Regions from separate parts of the Zea mays genome. Here region 2 is linked to region 1. Evidence: chromatin contacts called from public Hi-C data. All regions are on one chromosome and are shown on one strand. The core of a region is the stretch at or near the end of the contact, and the rest is flanking DNA. Distances in the headings are between cores, read along the strand shown.

Evidence for each region. Hi-C and Micro-C count contacts between places; a contact is called where the count stands out from the background.
Region 2: a contact with region 1 is called in a Hi-C map of root tip, with 4 times the contacts expected there. The contact joins the promoter of LOC100383537 here to the promoter of LOC100276328 in region 1. A contact is called at or near these places in 4 of 25 Hi-C or Micro-C datasets (leaf, root tip and tassel).

Annotation. Positions count from the first base shown.
Region 1 is chr6:156,467,190-156,470,257 of Zm-B73-REFERENCE-NAM-5.0, reverse strand. It overlaps LOC100276328, which reads left to right and starts at 1,792. Exons shown (of 7, transcript NM_001165447.1): 1 at 1,792-1,937; 2 at 2,044-2,114.
Region 2 is chr6:156,684,911-156,687,707 of Zm-B73-REFERENCE-NAM-5.0, reverse strand. It overlaps LOC100383537 (Leucine-rich repeat (LRR) family protein), which reads left to right and starts at 1,504. Exons shown (of 1, transcript NM_001176185.1): 1 at 1,504-2,797. The coding sequence starts at 2,171.

The sequences.
Region 1 (3,068 bases), core at 543-3,042:
GAAGCGTGTGATCATGGGATGAATCGGCATGTGTAACATGTCTCCAAGCGGAAAGACGACAACACCCTCAACAAGTTCTGTAGATTAGGTGTATAAGATTTGAGGACATAAATGTAATTTCATACGAAGCTATACGTCGCTTGTCCCTATAAATAGTAGTACAATGTATGTGCATTTCAGACCTTTGTTACTGTTCACATACGCACCCACTCTCAGATCGCTAATTGTAATGTGTAAACATCTCCAAACCACCTTAGAATATCCTGAAGGTAGCCTTGTAATCATGTGTAATCAAAAGGAACAAAGTAAAAGGATTAAGCTTATGTTGCATGATTCATATATTTTCATATATTCATACATCCTTATTCACTCTAACCTTCTTCTCATTACAAGTAAACCAAGGCAGAAAGAAATCATGGTAATTTAATTGTGTTGTCCTGTTTTTGGTTCTTCGAGGAAATTTAACGGGTGACAAACAATTAAACAATTAGTTAGGGAAGGATGGAAGAAAAAACAAATAGAGGTAAAATTTTCCTTTATAAATTTCTTGTCGATGAGAACATGTTGTATTCAAAACGAAAGGGTGAATATCAGGTTACAATCATGAATATAGACTAGTACAAAGAAACTTCTTATCATGCTTAAATAATCACCGATCTCTATTCGTTTTATTCTCAGTTTAGTGGATTGATGATCGATAATAACAACAAAGGCTAATTTGGATACTCAAACTTCCTCCGAAATTGGAGGGGGTTGAAGAAAAAATATACTAATTTCACTCTCATTTTTCTTCAAAATTGGAGGGGATTAAGGGAAAATGAACCAATTTTCTCCTCAATCCCGGAATTAGCCCTAATAGAAAAGTGAACGTGACCATTAATAAGCTGGCACAAAATAAAATGATTTAGTTACTACTTTTAAACAACTTGTCGTATTAACTTCAGCCCATAGTTTATAATATTATTATAACATCACGTGATATGTCTCGATGAAGAGTTTTTCCCCTTTTCTATTAGAATATAAAATAATATATTTTGAGCTACTTCCTTTGCTCCCAAAGAGTATCACTCTCATTCTTTGAGAAGTCAAATATTTGCAATTTTAATATTTATGATATAAAATTAATATTATTAAATTAGCCGCTGAAAATATCTTTATAAAATATGTATTTAAATGTATAAATATTGGTATTATTTTTATAAATCTAGTTAAATTTAAAACATTTAATCAACGTAAGAGAGATGCAGAGATGCTTCTTGGGGTCTGTTTGGTTCAGCTTTTTTTGACCAGCTTTTCTGAAAATCTGGTTGTAAGGAGAATCTGGCTGTGGGAAGAATCTGATTATCATTACGATTACGTGTGGAGTAAGATAAAGTTGTTCATAGTACTCAGGATCTAGAAAGTGATGGATTCCTACTATTACAACGACTTAACCGATTATGTGTTTATATTGATTTTGGATGGTTTTTGTCCCAACGAATTTTATAGAAGCTGGCTGAAAAGCTAAGCGTTTGGCAGTCCGCAGCAGCTTTTGGTGGCCAGAAGCTGCTAGAAGCCGAAACAAATAGGGCCTTGGTATGTACACCAAACGCTTTCCACGGGCCTGGAAAGTGGGCCAAGCGGTACTGGACGGCTTTCCACGGATATGATAAGTGGGCCCGGACTGCTGAACTGGACCTGGACGGATTCACCGTTGGGCTGGTCTGCCACGGAGTTTAAAAAGCCTTGATGTGTCCGTCTCCGTCATGAAGACAAACATTCACCGAGCCGACCGTTGCCTTCCCCCCAACTCCCAGCCCCAGCGTCAACTGACTACACTCGCTGACTCGCTCCCCCGGTTCCCCTTCTCTGCTCGCCATCTTTTGCTCTCCGCTTGGCTCGTCAATCACCTCCTACGCTCCACACGCCGCCGGCGACTACAACTGCTTCTGCCGTGGGTGAGGACCGACCATTCCCATCTATCCCTGTCCCTCTTCCCCTCTCCAAACCTTTTTGACAAACCCTAACTATGGCATGCATTCTTGATTTCGCGGGGATTTTTAGTTACAGAGAAGAAGGGTTTGGGGAGAAGACAACCTAAATCAATTGGATCTGGGAGTATCAGATCTAAAAAGGCATGTGTTCTTTCCTTCACTCCTCTTAAGGGTGTTTGAATGCACGAGCAAATAGTTAGTGGCTAAAATTAGTTGAGATATCCAAACAACCTAGCTAATAGTTCAGCTATTAGCAATTTTTGGTAAATTAGTTAATAGTTAGGTAGCTATTTGTTAGCTAGCTAATTCCACTAACAATTTTTAGCCAACTAACTATTAGTGCATTCAAACACCCCGTTATTTGAGCCCGCTGGTATTTTCTTAGTGCATTATTTCCCTTTTCACAGTTTAATATCTGCTCTAGACATCGATTCCGTGAAATTCTAGGAGATTCGTACACGAATTATATTTGAAATTTAGGACTTTTGTACTTGGTGCAGTGAGAAGTTAGATATTCTATCGAATTAGGCAAGGACATCAATGTCGAACAGCGAAATTTTAGGCCCCGATAGTTGATGTGGCACTATTTCCAATGCAAACGTTAATAGATTTACAATGTAGTGAGCCTCACAGTTGAACCCCATGATTCATAAAACAGTTTCATAGTAAAAGTATCATATGTTGTTTGTGCTTGGGGCGAGCAGCTCACAGGCACTCTACCAATATCAAATAAAAAGCACTTGATGCCTGATAATTTGAGAAAGGTGCATGCTTTTCCATAGAATCATTATTTTCCCTGTTTTCTAGCACTCACAACTTCCTCCTATATTGACTGATACATGTGTCCTCTTCAATTGGCACAGGATTCCATTTCTATTACTTGTAGTCTCTTTCTGTTCTTATATGAGTGGTAACTTGGTTCATGCTAGTATGCTTTGTAAGTTCTGCATTTTGATAATATATTATTATTTGGATCTATCATCTGTCAGATGGAATCGATTTATAATTTGATTATATAATCCTATGACAGTTAGGGAAGCCAAAAGAACATCCTTCCGTTTTTAGTTTGTTATAGGCTATTTATGTACAGTTGCA
Region 2 (2,797 bases), core at 255-2,754, 220 kb before region 1:
TTGTACCTAAGCGTGTCCGAATCCTATCGTATATATATTCCGGCGCTTCATCGATTCCCTTTAGAGTATCAGACCATCTCCAACCATTCTTACCATATTTCTCCTCTTATATGTACTTTCTATTATATTTTACTACACTTAAAAAATACTCCATGTACATTTTGGACGTCCCCAACAATTCTCTCTATCCAGCTCCCCATATACACTATAACTAAGTTATTTCATATTTTTATCATTTTTTGAAGTTTAAAAATTCAAAGAGTATTTGTACTACCATAATACACATTGTTATCACGGTATATAGCTTTAAAAGGATTAACATTGCAAAGAAATGATGTAGTTAATGTATAGAGGGAGATTAGAGCCCCCCTATGTAGGGGGTTTCCTCTTTCCCCCACATGGGGTGTGTAATGGGGAGAACCGTTGGAGCAACAACTCCCCTTAAGTCCATGTTTGGATACCCTCGTATTCACATTAACCCACATATATTCAGGTGGATTGGAGTGAAACTTGAACTAATTTACACCCACCCAATCGACATCAATACATGTAGGTTAAGGTGAACTAGTCTAGAGGCCGACGACGACTGCGGCGCGAGTAAGGGGGAGAGGCGGGAGGTTCTTGTGTGTGAAGAATGAGGAAGCAAATATATCCAAATAATATTAGCCATTGGATTTGAGGATTTGATTAAGTGAGAGTAGGGTTATCCAACGATTTGAATCGTTAGTTTTGAGAGTGCGTTATATATGTGTGCAATTCGTTTGGTGGATTTGGGAGGTATTGGTGTGGGGTGATTTGTTTGGATGGATTTTGGAAAGTTAAAAGTGGTAGATTATATAGGTGTATGTATAGAATAGATCCAAGAGTATTAAATAAAGTCTAAAGTACATTGCATTTAGGGTGGGGGTTGTTGGAGGTGGGCTCACACGACAAAATCTCCGTAGGCCATAGATAGCCCATGCCGAGATGTCTTCTAGCCCCGGAGGCCCGGACGCCAGCTTGGCGAACAGAACGGCAGAGGCGCCAGAGGTGCAATGGGGCCGGGCTCGATGACCGGCCCGTTACGCCCGCGTTGTGCTCCGTTCCCGTCGCAAAACCCCACCGCCACAGGGGTAGATCCACGAGCCCATCGGCGCCCGGCAATGGATGGTGGGTCCGGCGGAGTCCAGGCCCACGCGCATCGTGACCACGGCCGGATCGAAATACGCAAGCATCGCCTACCGCTTCTTGGTTTCTTGTGCCAGAAAGGCTCGCCCTGACCTCCCCTGAGCTGGTCGGTTTGGTGGCCGTCAACTGCCAACCCCACCTGTCATAGTCAGACCCAGGTGCCTCGGCCCCACCCGAGCCTCAGGCTCGGAAAGCCGTTTGCGCCTCCGAGCCTGCCACGCAGCATGAATCCGAGCCCGAAGCCACTAAAGAATTCGGAAGCCCATCAGAAAAACAGAACGAAGCCAATGGAAGGACTGGAGGAGGGGAGTAGCGTGATAGTGATGCCGTAGTGGTCGAGCTCGCGGCGGAGTAGAGACCAGAGAGTGAGAGCGAGCAGAGCAACCAAAGCGTAGGCGACCTCAACGCGAAGCGGAATTGATTGCGCCCACCACCACGTCTTCTCCCCCTCCGTCCGACCCGTCCTCAAGTCACCAGGCCACCATCATTGCCGCCATCGCGCCGCCCGGCCGCGGGAGCCCAGCTACGCATTCATAACTGTTTCTCTCTTGGCTTCTCGGCGAAGTGTTGCGGTTGCGGGTACTGGAGTGCGGAGAGCAGCGCGGCGCGAGGGAGGAAGCCACCACCCACCACCACCTCCATTAAAGGCGCTCACGCGCCGCCTCCGCCTCCGCCTCCGCCTCCACGAGAGAGCTAGGCGAGAGGGGCGTACGAGACCTCAGCTGACTCCTGTCGTCAAGGCCATCGATCTCTCCCCTCACGGGGGCAGCCACGTACAAAGGCAGGCAGCTCGCCAACGCCCAGCACCCTCTCGCCGCGCCACCCCACGCCGTGCGCCTTTAAAGAGAGCGCACGACAAGCTTAAAGGTTCCCACGCCGCCGCTCGCGCTTGTCTTGGCGCCGCGACACAGCTGGTCGGTGCCTTTGATCCGTTCCTTCCTTTTCCAGCTGCAGAGGTGACAGAGTGCCGAGCCGTCGCGCGCGCGAAAGCAGAGGAGCGGCAATGGCAGTGGCCGCGCGGCTCGGCGCCGTCGTGGCGTGCGTCATCTTAGCGGCCGTGGCGGTGGCGCCGCGGCCGGTGGCGGGGATCCTCGACCCGGTCGACTTCCTCGCGCTGCAGGCGGTGCGGCGGTCGCTGGACGACATGCCCGGGTCCGCGTTCTTCGACGGGTGGGACTTCACCGCCGACCCGTGCGGGTTCCCCGGTGTGTTCTGCGACGGGGACCGGGTGGTGGCGCTCGCGCTTGGCGACCCGCGGGCGGGGTCTCCGGGGCTGACGGGGAGGCTGGACCCAGCGCTGGGCCGGCTGTCCGCGCTCACCGAGCTCTCGCTCGTGCCCGGGCGCGTCGAGGGGGAGCTCCCGGCGTCGCTGGCGTCGTGCTCGAACCTCCGCTTCCTGGCCGTCAGCAAGAACCTCCTCTCCGGCCAGATACCGGACGGCTTCAGCGCGCTGTCCAACCTGCGGACGCTCGACGCCAGCTTCAACCAGATCTCCGGCACCATCCCGCCGTCCATCGCCGCGCTGCCGTCGATCACCAACCTCATCCTCTGCCACAACCAGCTTACCGGCGGCGTCCCATCGTTCCCGGACTCGTCCCCGCTCCTGCGGCTGGATCTCAAGCACAACGCG